Linked DNA regions of Bactrocera dorsalis: region 1 is linked to region 2. The links are chromatin contacts, called in public Hi-C maps. All regions are on one chromosome and are shown on one strand. Each heading gives the region's core, a stretch centred on a gene start, on an enhancer-like site or on the middle of the called end of the contact. The rest is flanking DNA. Distances are from core to core; before and after follow the strand shown.

Region 1 (6,572 bases), core at 3,359-5,858, 46 kb after region 2:
ACTACATTTACCGGACAATAGCTAAGACATAGTACGACATACAAACATAAATGCAAATTTTAATACATTAAAAGAAACCAAAGCTACAGCATGTATTTACATATACATGTACATATGTATAAGCAAATAATCAAAATATTACACACCGACAGTCAAAAGTTTAAATAACAGAATAAAAAAGCTATAAATCAAAAAATAGGTTTACACTGCCACTTTTCAAATCCATACTAAAGATAAAATTTTATGAATAAATATATTCTGCTGCTTTGTCACAAGCAGTGCTTTATAATCTAGAATATACGCACGCAATTTTTTATATTTATATTTTTATTTACTTAGCTAATGTATTTATGTACTAACATAGCGGTATAAACCGGCAAATGTCACAAAGTCAACACCCACACACACACACACACACTTGCAAACACACAAGAGCACATGCACACCGGGGTAATTGCCGCAATTGAAAAGCGTTTACTTAAGCATTCTCGTGGTGATTAGATATCAAAGAAAGTCACTGCTGCTTACTGGTTTTAACTAATTCCTCGAAAGCGGTGTACATATGGCACAAGTTTTAAACATGCAGAGGTAGCTGGAGTGAATGTTATCTCAAGCGTGTTGGACATTTGTTGGTTCGCTTTATATACCTTTAACAAGGTGAAATTTTGTACACGACCTTTTCTGCCCAAAAGACCGCTTATTTGACGAAATTGCCGATATCGGACCATTATAGCTTATAGCGCCATATAAAGTTGGCAATCAAAATTACGTTCGGTATGGAAAACTTTTTTATTTGACAAGATTTATACACGAAATTTAATATAGATTATTCGCAAACGCAGCACTAAAATCTCCGAATATATTCTTCAGATCGGACCACTATAGCATTAAGCTGCCATACAGACTGACCAAAGAAAGTTAAGTCCTTGTAAGGAAACCTTTTTTATTTGACAATATATCTTCATGGAATTTGGCAAGGATCATAATCCAAGACAGAGCTACAATATCCGAAGAAATTTTCTGGATCGAACCAATATAAAATATAGCTGTCATACAAACTAATGGATTAAAATCACGAACTTATATGAACAATTTTTTTATTTGACTAGATATTTTTACGAAATTTGGCATGGATAATTGCCCAAGACAATGGTTCAATATCCGAAGAAATTTTCCAGAACGAACCACTATACCATATAGCTGCCATACAAACTGATCGATCTAAATAAAGTCTTTGTATGGAAACCATAATTATGTGACAAGATATGTTCACGAAATTTGTCATAGATTATTATCCAAGACAGCGCTAAAATCGTTGAAAAAAATTGTTTAGATCGAACCACTTTAGCATGTAGCTGCCATACAAACTGAACGTTAAAATTTAAGTTTTGGTAGGAAAAGCTTTTTTATTTGACAAGAAATCTTCACGAAATTCGATTTTATACGCTTTTATATTATAAACAATCTACCTGTGAAGGGTATGACGACGAAGTGCAGTCGAAAGTAATGGTTTTCTAGCTTATTATTTATTATAAAATCATAATTCACTTTCGAATATATTTTTATTGCTGGCACACAGCACATATTGATGTCATCGTGCTTGCAGGGTCAACATTTATTTTCGTCACTAAATTTAATCTGCTTTTGTGGTCTGCTAGATTACGCCGCCGCAGTTAAATTTAACCTTAAGCAAGAAAGACGCAGTAATTAATCACGCTTCCTGCTAGGGTTATCGCAGTTTAGTATGTATAAGCAATAAATGGACTGCAATAAAAAAAAAATATTTTAAAATAATTTCATACACTAAATAGCACATTTCAATTAAGCTGACTCAAACTAGTTTAGATACCAATATAATTTCACAAATTTGACCATGAAGAATACACAGTGATTGATTCTTGCGCTATAAACCCAGTAAGCACTAAGGGCTGGTACAAAAGTAATATCGAAGAAATCTAAAATTATTTTGGGATATGCCATTCTGTGTTATTTTTAATGCGCTATTGAATTGTAAAGCGTTTAAAAATACCAATAGAGAACGCTGCTAATTTTTTCGAAGTATAAGATTTTTTATACAATTTGATTTACATTTCGAATACTGGAATATTACTAAGATTTTGAGATATCGGTCTGAAATTTTGCACATGTCCATTTATCTCTAAGATGCTGCTCAAATGTTGATACTGTCGATATTCGACTACTATAGGATATAGCTGCCATACAAACTGACGGATCAAAATCAAGTCCTAGTATGGAAAACTTTTTTATTTCATAAGATATCTTCATGGAATTTGACATGAATTATTGTCAAAGGCAGTGCTACAATCTGCGAATAAATTGTTTTGATCGGACCACTATAGCATATAACTGCCATATAAACTGATCAATCAAAATCAAGTCCTTGTATGGAAAACCTTTTTATTTCATAAGATATCTTCACGGAATTTGGCATGGATAATTGCCCAAGGCAGTGCTACAATCTGCGAACAAATTGTATTGGTGGGACCACTATAGCATATAACTGCCATATAAACTGATCAATCAAAATCAAGTCCTTGTATGGAAAACCTTTTTATTTCATAAGATATCTTCACGGAATTTGGCATGGATAATTGCCCAAGACAAGGCTACAATAGCCAAAGAAATTTTCTAGATCGGGCCAATATAACGTATAGTTGCCATATAAACTGATCAAAGAAAATCAAGTCCTTGTATGAAAAACTTGTTTATTTCATAAGATATCTTCACGGAAATTGGCATAAATCATTCTCAAAGGCAGTGCTCCAATCTTCGAACATATTGTTCAAATTGGACCACTGTAACATATAGCTGTCATACAAACTGACCGGTTAAAATCAAGACTTTGTATGGAAATCTTTTTTATTTGATATGGTATCTTCACGAAGATTGGCAATGGTTATTGTCTAAGGAACGCTACAATCTCCCAATATTTTTACGCTACCCTAAATTATATTTATTTAATTTAATCTCTTTTGCCTACTCAAGCCATTATCTAGCACAATGCTTATTGGGCGAAACCAGTAAATGCTATAATAAATAATCCACACATACATATGTATGTATATACACACACATGCCATTTCATTTAATTTCCTAGGCGTATTATAAGCTCACTACTTTTTATAGCTAAATTTATTTGCAAGCTCATTACGAATACAATAAATACTATACGAGCATAGTAAAAAAAATGTGTAGGCTTATTATCTTATCAGTGACATTTGTTGACTTGAATTTGTTCACATGTTGACATATTATTCGGTGCTATTGATAATGAAATATTCTCAATAAATGTTTGCAAATACAAAAGCCGCAGTCATATAGCGTGCGTCAGGCAGACAATTGTCATTAGAATGATATTGAGGTGGTTCGGCCAAAGCCAATTCAAATCTAATAATAAAAGCAGTGTTTAATTATCGCAAAAGCAAAACTTGAGAACTTTGAAGTGAAATGCTTCACTTGAGTATTGAACACGCTCTTACTCAACTGACGTCTACCACGAAACAACACACACACACATACATACTGCAATGCGTCAAGTTAGCCAACGAACGGCCTTCAGCGCGAAAAAATCGCAATCATCGCAATAATTTTTTTTACTAAGCTTATAGACATTGTTATAGACGTAGTATAACAGCATTTTCATACATAGATTGTCACACATTTAGTATTTTTCCCATAATAGCGGAATTTTTGTAACAGCCACTACTGGCTGTCTGTCTGCTCATGTAGCGGCCTGATTACTAGCCGCATATTTATACCCTGAGCAAGGTATATTACGATTGCCAGGAAGTTTGTAACACTACTTTTACATTTGAGATCATAAAAAAATATACATATAATATATAAATGATCAGTGTGAGGAGCTGAGCCATGTTTGTCTGCCTATCTGTAGGTTTAGTTTTTGAGATATCGACTTGAAATTCGGCTTAGGCTCTTTTCTCTCTAATAAACAGCTCATTTGTCGAGATTGTGGATATCGGGCTATTTATAGCATAAATCGCCATACAAACTGAAGTATCAAAATCAAGTACTTATATGAAAACCTTTTTTTTTTGACAGGATATCTGCACGACGTTTGGCATGAAGTATTGTCTAAGACAACCCTACAATCTTCGAAGAAATTTTCCGAATCGTACCACTATTCCAAACAGCCGCCACACAAATTGATCGATGGGATTCAAGTGTTTGTATCAAAAATTGTTCGAATTCACAAGATATCCTCACAAAATTTGGTATACATTATTTTTCAAGTCAGCGCTACCATCTGCGAACATATTGCTCACATCGGACCACTATAGCATAAAGCCGCCATACAAACTGATCGATCGAAATCAAGATAAAGAGCTTTTTATACCCTTTTATGGTATAATAAATACACTGGAGTAGGGTATTATAACTTCCATGTTAAAGTTTTATTTTTTGTATTTTCTTTGCTACATGTTCTCCTGTTGTAGTCTACTTCTGTTTAATCTTTAAATCATTTTGCATTCATTAGAGCGCGACAGCGTGTACAATATATGAGTACAATGCATGCTGCTGACGCTCGCTGACTCGTTGACTTGCTGACTTCTATATGTATAGTGAATTGGTTGCTTGGCCTGATAAGGCAAAAGGTGACTGTTTTATTGCCACCGAATGATAGCCTCTGTTACATGGAGTGGGCACCTTTATTGACATTCGACGTTATCACACAAAAAATAAATATAAGTGCCTGTTAATCGCATTGATGCCGCACGTATTTTTTTAAATGCGTATCATATATTTATACATATATATTTATTGAGTATGTAGGAATATTATTTGTACTAATATGTAGTACACTTGAGTAAATATGTTTGTTTGTTTGAATATGTATGAAAAAATGCTGTTATGCACACAGTTCGTGGGCCTATTAGAGCAAATATTTTGTAGTAGGGTAAAAAATATTTTACCCACTTATTATAAGACACGTTAATAACACTCTAAGTATAAGCACTCAAACATGTATGATAAACACATTCGCACACACGCAAACACACATGCATTAATTTGTAGCACAGAAATTTGAGGACTTGCGGCGACTGGCGGAAAAATTGATAAGCACCACTCAACACACATATCGTGGTCATAAATCAAATACATGTACGATTTTTTTCGATATCTTTGTTTTGAACTTAGCTCACCTTAAATTTCACATTACTTGTCGAATCCGAGTTGGCCAACGACTTCTCGGAGGGTGTGTAACGTCCTGCACCCTCAGCGCTTGTTGCGATCACATTGTTGTTGCTGAGGTTTGCGTCACCATCTACGCTGTAAATTGCACCAGCACCGCTACCAGCGGCCGCATTATTGTCAGCGGGTCCACCCGATATACGGCCGGTAGAGGTAGCCGCCGCCATTGTAGTGTTGTTACCACCTTCAGCCAAATATAAATGCTTTTCATAGCATGAGGAACATATTTGCACCATACCTTAGGTAATTTTAAAGAAAAATTATATATATATATTTTTTTTAATTTTTTTACAAATTAAATCATACTACTCACCCTGTGGACTGATGGGACTAGCATTTTTGAAAGCTTTCATCGTTTTTATGAAAGGGTAGTAGGGTTCGCGCTCTGCATTTGGACAGCAATAAACGAGCCGCAAACGTGAGGAGGGCGTGTCACCGCCACAGGTGTAACAAACGAATGTGGTGCGTTCTGTGACGGATGTAGGTTTCTTACGTAACGTATAGGAGCGTTCATTTTCAGGTGTTTGTGTAGTCTAAAAAAATATATATATAAATATATATTTATTTATACAGTAAATCAGCGTGTAATATGTGAATAATTTTAATTTACATTATTGCTTTTAAAACAATTTCCACCTGCGTCCATATATACACATAAAATATATTTTAGATAATAAAAATAGTTTACACTTCAACAAAATTAACGAGCAAATAATAACAATTTTTATTAATTAACGAGCAAATAATAACAATTTTAATAATAAAATTAAATATTTAGCTTTTTATAACAAATACAATAATTTCTCGGCGTAAGTTTTTGTTTACTTTTTAAAACAACCTTCGTACGAATATTTAAGAAAAGAAAATGACTGTCATGGACAAATAAGCTTCGAATGAAATCACTATTATATAATAACTATAAACTTCCCACTGAAGGATGAAATTACTTTTGAGAGAGAGTAATGACTATAAACTACTCAATTTAATTTAAAAATCTATATTTTAGAATTTAATTTATTTTAGGATAATAAGCGTCAAAAGGTCCTTAAAAATAGATAATAAAAAATTTAGGCAAAAAAACGAAAACGCAGGTATGAATTTCAATTAGGATACTTTTTGAATGTCATTTATAAAGTTCAAATAATTTCGTATGGAAACAAAAGTTTTCCACACAAGAATTTCAGTTCGTATGGCAGTTACATGCTATAAGAGACCGATCTGATCACCATTTCTTCACAGATTGTGTCGTTGCCTCAGACAATAATTTATGCCAAATTTCGGCAAGATATCGTGTCGAACAAAAAAGTTTTCCATACAAGGACTTGATTTTGATCAATCAG
Region 2 (6,416 bases), core at 36-2,535:
GCCTAAAACAAAATCGAACGTGTTTTTTATTAGAAAGTGGGCGTGTGTGTGTAGAGTTGGAAGCAGGTAAGTACATTTGTACATAACTGTATTAAGTTTTGAGTATGCCATATGATAACCAGTATCAGCTGAGCATTTTTGATGTTTTTAGTTAAAAACAAGGAAAACCGTTACTGCGATTACACCGAAGCTAGAATATACTAAGTTCCCAAATCCGTTCCCACGACAGTCGGAACGTAACCGAAACGGACCCGGATTTTTTTATACAGCCAAGGACTGTCAATTCGGCAGAATTTTACCGCTACAACAACATATCACAATAAAAAAAAAAATCATACAACTAGATTTTGTTTGGTTAATTTGTATGGCATCTAGGTATGTTATATCGGACCACATCTGGACGATCGGAGATTGCACTATTGCCTTGGATAAAAACCTATGCCTAATTTGAATATTATATCTCGTCAAATGAAAGTTTTCCATACAAGCACCTGATTCCGATTGTTCAGTTTGTATGGCAGCTATATGATATAGTTGTCCAATATCGGCAATTCCGACAAATGAGCAACTTCTTGGGTCTTATGCAATTGTCAGATTGCTATCTCAGAAACTGAGGACCCAGTTCGCATGGCTAAATCGGCTCTGCTCGTCATACTCATCATTTGTGTATATTTTTCTTTTATAGGGTATCCGACGCCTTCTTCTGGGTGTAACAAAAATGTAAAACAGCTATCTGTAATAATCGGCATCATGCTGAAAACATCTCATACATACATATGTACATATGTACATATGCATGTGTATATGGTACTTTCCTCGTATTAGCACCATTACCTATGATAAGCATACATACACATATGTACACACATACATATGTATGTATATGCATACGTACGTCCCTACTCATTATACGATTGTTTAAGCATAGTTAGGTGCATATGTATGTATATTCATACGTTTATATGTAAATACATATATTGTAAGAGTAATAAAAGGCACACCTGTTGACAATGAATTGATAAAACTATCACGCGCTTAATTGAGAGCTGCGCTTATATCAAGTATGACAATAAACAAAGCTTCACACACACATCTTATGATAAGCGACGAATTTCATAAATAAACAAATTTCTAGCTAAGCTTCTAAGCTAAACTTGTTTATTCTACTCCACTCACAGTATTTCACAATCGTACAGCTGTTTACATGACTATTTATCGATAAGTATTTGAGTAGACGTCTATCGAACTGTGGCCGGTATAAATGCTGCTGTCAACGCGTGGCAACGCTCATTGCTGCTATCACCCAGCTGAATAGTTGTTATCAAAATATTATTTGTTTTGAAAAATTCTAATTGTATTATTGTGCTTTGAGTTCAGGTGTTGAAAATATCTTCATTTGATCCGTATTTGCTTTTTGTTATCGTTTGTTAATCATTTACGATTTATAAGCGTATGCATAGCTATTTTAAAACTCAGAATCCAGTTAGCATTCAAGTAGAGTGGACGCATTTGCTCCAATACATACATATACTTACATACGTTTTGAAATAATAAAATTCCACACATACTAAATTGTAAAGAACAAGTGTTAATAATGGCTGAATTGACGAATGGAAAATATTGTTTTGCAATTGATCGCGGTGGTACCTTCACCGATGTAATTTGCATCTGTCCAAATGGAAAAGTGCGTACTTTGAAGCTGTTATCAGAGGATCCCAGCCGATATAGTGATGCGCCGCGGGAGGGTATAAGACGCATACTAAAAGAGGTAGCAAGCAATTTAGCAACTTATTTCAACAAGTGGAAAACAGAAATGAATTATATTTATTTTTCTTGCATAAATCCGCCTTTAGCAAACTGGTCATGACGTAACGGCGGAGGGACTTGTGGATACTAGTCAGATCGGTTGGGTGCGTATGGGAACAACTGTCGCCACCAATGCATTGCTGGAACGAAAAGGTGATCCTGTGGCGCTTGTGGTGAATGAGGGCTTCCGCGATTTGTTATATATTGGCAATCAAGCGCGTCCAAAAATATTCGACCTCAATATACGTAAACCGTCCAATTTATATAAAACCGTAGTGGAAATTGATTGTCGTATTGTGCCAGAGCAGGCAAATCGCTGTCAATTAGGTAAAGTTTGACGTTATGCAAGCATGACTGCATTTAACTAAACTACATTCGTTTCACATAGAACACACTTGGCCGCTGCTTGAAGGCACTTCGGGCGCAAAATATTTAGAAATGCAGCCCGTCGATGTGGCGACTGTGCGTGCAGCACTACAGCAGGTGCGCGACGAGGGCATTACGAGCGTGGCGGTGGTGTTGGCTCATAGCTTTGCGTGCCCCGTACATGAACTGCAAGTTGGCGCAATAGCGGAGGAGCTTGGATTTACGCACATCACGCTCTCGCATCAAGCTATGCCAATGCGACGCTTAGTGGCGCGCGGTTACACAGCCTGCGCCGAGGCATATTTAACACCGCACGTAGAACGTTATCTTAACAGGTAATAAAATTGTGCTTGATAAGACAACTAAGACAGTTAATGACTAGACAAATGTCATATAAACACATTGTGTAAATTGTTATGCTGCATATCCTACATTATCAGAGTAGATAATTTCAAATTAGATAAGTGAAACTATTTAGCATCCACATCTTGCAGTTTCAAATCTGGCTTCGACAAAGAATTGGCTGGTGTTGATGTGCTTTTCATGCAATCGGATGGCGGTTTGGTGCGCATGGAGAACTTTCGCGGTGCGCGCGCCATTCTCTCCGGTCCCGCTGGCGGTGTAGTCGGATACGCAATGACGGGCGCACGAGAAACGAACGCGCCACTAATAGGTTTCGATATGGGCGGCACATCGACCGATGTCTCACGCTATGCTGGCAGTTATGAGCATGTGATTGAGAGCACAACGGCCGGTGTTACCATACAAGCGCCACAATTAGATATTAATACGGTGGCGGCCGGTGGCGGTTCAATGCTTTTCTTTCGTTCTGGTCTTTTCGTAGTCGGCCCTGAATCGGCTGGTGCGCATCCTGGACCAGCGTGTTATAAAAAAGGTGGTCCACTCACCGTCACAGATGCGAATCTGATATTGGGTCGTTTATTGCCGGAATATTTTCCAAAAATTTTCGGTCCCAAAGAAAATGAAGCGCTCGACTACGCAATAACCAAAGCGAAATTCGACGAAATGCGCGCGCTGATTAATGAGCACCTGAAAAGTGGCGGTGACTCGAAGCAATTGAGTGTGGAGGATGTTGCTTTGGGCTTTATACGCGTCGCCAACGAGGCTATGTGCCGTCCCATCAGGGCGCTAACACAAGCGCGTGGCCTAGACACGTCACAACATGTGTTGGCATGCTTTGGTGGCGCAGGCGGTCAACACGCTTGCTCCATCGCGCGTGAGTTGGGCATCAGCAAGGTAAATAAATATAATATTTGCGCGCTAAGCGTTATTATTTAATGAAAATTTCTTACTGCTCTCAATCAAAAGGTGCTTGTGCACAAGTACGCCGGCGTACTTTCTGCCTACGGCATGGCGTTGGCCGATGTTGTGCAGGAGACACAAGAACCTTGTGGTCTGGCGTTCTCTGCAGAAAATGCCGCGTTCTTGAAGACGCGCTTAGACGCATTGTCCGCACAGTGCGCCAGCAGTTTACAGTCACAAGGTTATAGCAAACTCGAATTGGAGCCATTCTTACATTTAAGATACGATGGCACCGATTGCGCCCTGATGTGCGCGCCAGCCACCACAAGTCGTAAAGAAGACGCATTGCTAGCGTCTTATGGTGATTTCATTGCCACATTCCTGCAACGCTATCGCACCGAGTTCGGTTTCGTGCTGCAAAATCGCGCAATTGTTGTGGATGATATACGCGTGCGCGGCTTGGGTAAGAACAATACGCCACCTGAGTTGGAAATCAAGAAAGCGGCGTTGGTGACACCAAAGCCACAAGGATTTACACGCATTTTCTTCGAGCAAGGCGCACACGAGTCACCGATCTACTTAACCGCGAGCTTGTTGGCGGGCAGTAAAATCAATGGACCAGCAATTTTGATTGATCAACTGTCCACCATACTAGTAGAACCCGATTGTGTGGCAGAGGTGACGCAGCACGGCGATCTGGTTATAAATATTTGCTCCTCTAATCGCACAGTTGTCGACTGCAAGCTCGACGCCATACAGCTGAGCATCTTCAGTCATCGCTTCATGAGCATAGCCGAGCAGATGGGCAGGTAAGCCTGTGTTAAAGTATATTTTATAGCAAACTTTTGAAATTTTTTGCTGTTAATGTTTAAAGGGTGCTACAACGCACATCGATTTCGACCAACATCAAAGAGCGCCTCGACTTTTCATGCGCGCTCTTTGGCCCCGACGGTGGCCTCGTGAGCAATGCGCCACACATACCCGTCCACTTGGGCGCCATGCAGGAGACGGTGCAATATCAGTTGCGCGTGCGCGGCGATAGCCTAAAGAACGGCGATGTTATATTGTCCAATCATCCACAAGCGGGCGGTTCGCATCTGCCCGATTTCACCGTCATCACGCCGGTATTCTATCGGTGAGTCAAAAATCATTTTATTGCAACAAAATTGTACTTATAACGTTTTCATCACACTCTCCCTTTCCACCTTTTAGCGATCAACCGAAACCAGTTTTCTTTGTCGCCTCACGTGGCCATCACGCCGACATCGGTGGCATCACACCCGGCTCTATGCCACCGCACTCCACGTCGCTGGCACAGGAGGGTGCCGCCTTTAAGTCTTTCCTGATTGTCGAAGGTGGCGTGTTCCAAGAGAAACATATCGTGGAACGTCTCACCACACCAACCGGCGCCAAGGGCGCCACCGGCACACGCAATCTACCCGATAACATTTCCGATCTGAAAGCGCAAATCGCCGCCAACCACAAAGGCATACAACTCGTGTCGGAGCTCATCGATAGCTATGGCTTGGACGTGGTACAGGCCTACATGAATTACATACAGCAAAACGCCGAAGTCGCAGTGCGCGATATGCTCAAGGAAATCGCACAAAATGTCTTGCAGCGCAATGGCACCACCACTTTGGAGGGGGTGGAGTTTATGGATGACGGTTCTCCAATTAAGCTGCGCGTCGAAATCGATCCCGTGCAAGGCAATGCTATTTGTGACTTCACCGGTTCCGGCGCGGAGGTATGGGGCAATTGCAATGCACCGCGCGCCATTACGCTCTCCGCGCTCATCTACTGTCTGCGTTGCATGGTCGGCCACGATGTGCCGCTAAATCAGGGCTGCTTGGCGCCCATCAAAGTGATTGTGCCGAAGAACTCCATTTTGGATCCCTCCGAGGGCGCAGCTGTGGTCGGTGGCAATGTGCTGACCTCACAGCGCATCGTCGACACCGTGCTGAAGACCTTCAACGTGTGCGCCGCCTCATGTGGCTGCATGAACAATGTCACCATTGGCGATGAGGAGTGGGGCTACTATGAGACGGTGGCGGGCGGCGCGGGCGCTGGTCCAACTTGGCATGGCGCCGATGGTGTGCACACACATATGACGAACACGCGCATCACCGATGCGGAGATAATGGAATTACGTTATCCCATCATCTTGAAACGCTTCTGCTTGCGTACGGATCAGTCTGGTGGTGCCGGCCAATTCCACGGTGGTGAGGGTGTTGAACGCGAATTGCTCTTCCGCAAACCAGTCACGTTGTCAATATTAACGGAGCGTCGCACGCTGCAACCCTACGGCTTGGCGGGTGGTCTGCCAGCTAAGCGCGGCTTGAATTTGTTGCGCAAACCCGATGGACGCGTCATCTCGTTGGGCGCCAAAACTTGCATCGATGTGGAGGCAGGCGTAAGTTATTTTTTTCTTACTTTGTAATTTTAATATTTTATTCGCAAATTCTATTTGCTTCGTGAATTTTAGGACATATTTCTGCTGAAAACTCCCGGCGGTGGCGGTTATGGCGTGCCGAATGTGCCAGCTATTGGTGGCAAAGTGATATCACATGCGGAAAAACATCATTTAACCGAACGCGGCAGTGTGTTCGAGTATAGGCAAGCGCAGGAGTCAGCTTGAAGAATGCTATAATAAGAGCAAGAACAATTTCAAGTCAAAAGTGGCAATTGCAATTACAATTCAAATTTTACCCAAAGAGCTTTTATAGAATTATAAACAAATTTGTAGTGCTTTGTAGAAACGACAATATTGTTACAGCAAATTTTAAACATTTTGCCTTGCACAAATGCAATAATATATTTTATAATGTCTACAAGTATACATATATAAAAAAACTGTCATTAAGTCTAAAACAAAAAGTTGTTATATGTAAATTACTAATATTGTTACTAAATAAAATATACAAACAAAAATTAATAAATAAAAATTTTATTTCAAAAAAAATATTATAATAAAATAAATT

The links. Hi-C and Micro-C count contacts between places; a contact is called where the count stands out from the background.
Region 1: a Hi-C map of whole body shows a contact between it and region 2, with 2.5 times the contacts expected there. The contact joins the enhancer-like site here to the promoter of LOC105226813 in region 2. A contact is called at or near these places in 2 of 2 Hi-C or Micro-C datasets (both in whole body).

The regions. Positions count from the first base shown.
Region 1 is chr3:6,875,048-6,881,619 of ASM2337382v1, forward strand. It overlaps LOC105226814, which reads right to left. Exons shown (of 14, transcript XM_019990534.3): 4 at 5,546-5,765; 5 at 5,184-5,470. Among protein-coding and RNA genes, the nearest start is that of LOC105226814, 11 kb to the right of the region's middle. Within about 2 kb of position 4,609, the one cell type or tissue checked has open chromatin away from gene starts, as enhancers often do.
Region 2 is chr3:6,831,984-6,838,399 of ASM2337382v1, forward strand. LOC105226813 (5-oxoprolinase) reads left to right here and starts at 1,286. Exons shown (of 8, transcript XM_011205869.4): 1 at 1,286-1,768; 2 at 1,854-2,133; 3 at 2,195-2,507; 4 at 2,667-3,429; 5 at 3,502-4,244; 6 at 4,310-4,570; 7 at 4,648-5,848; 8 at 5,921-6,258. The coding sequence starts at 1,595. The coding sequence ends at 6,073.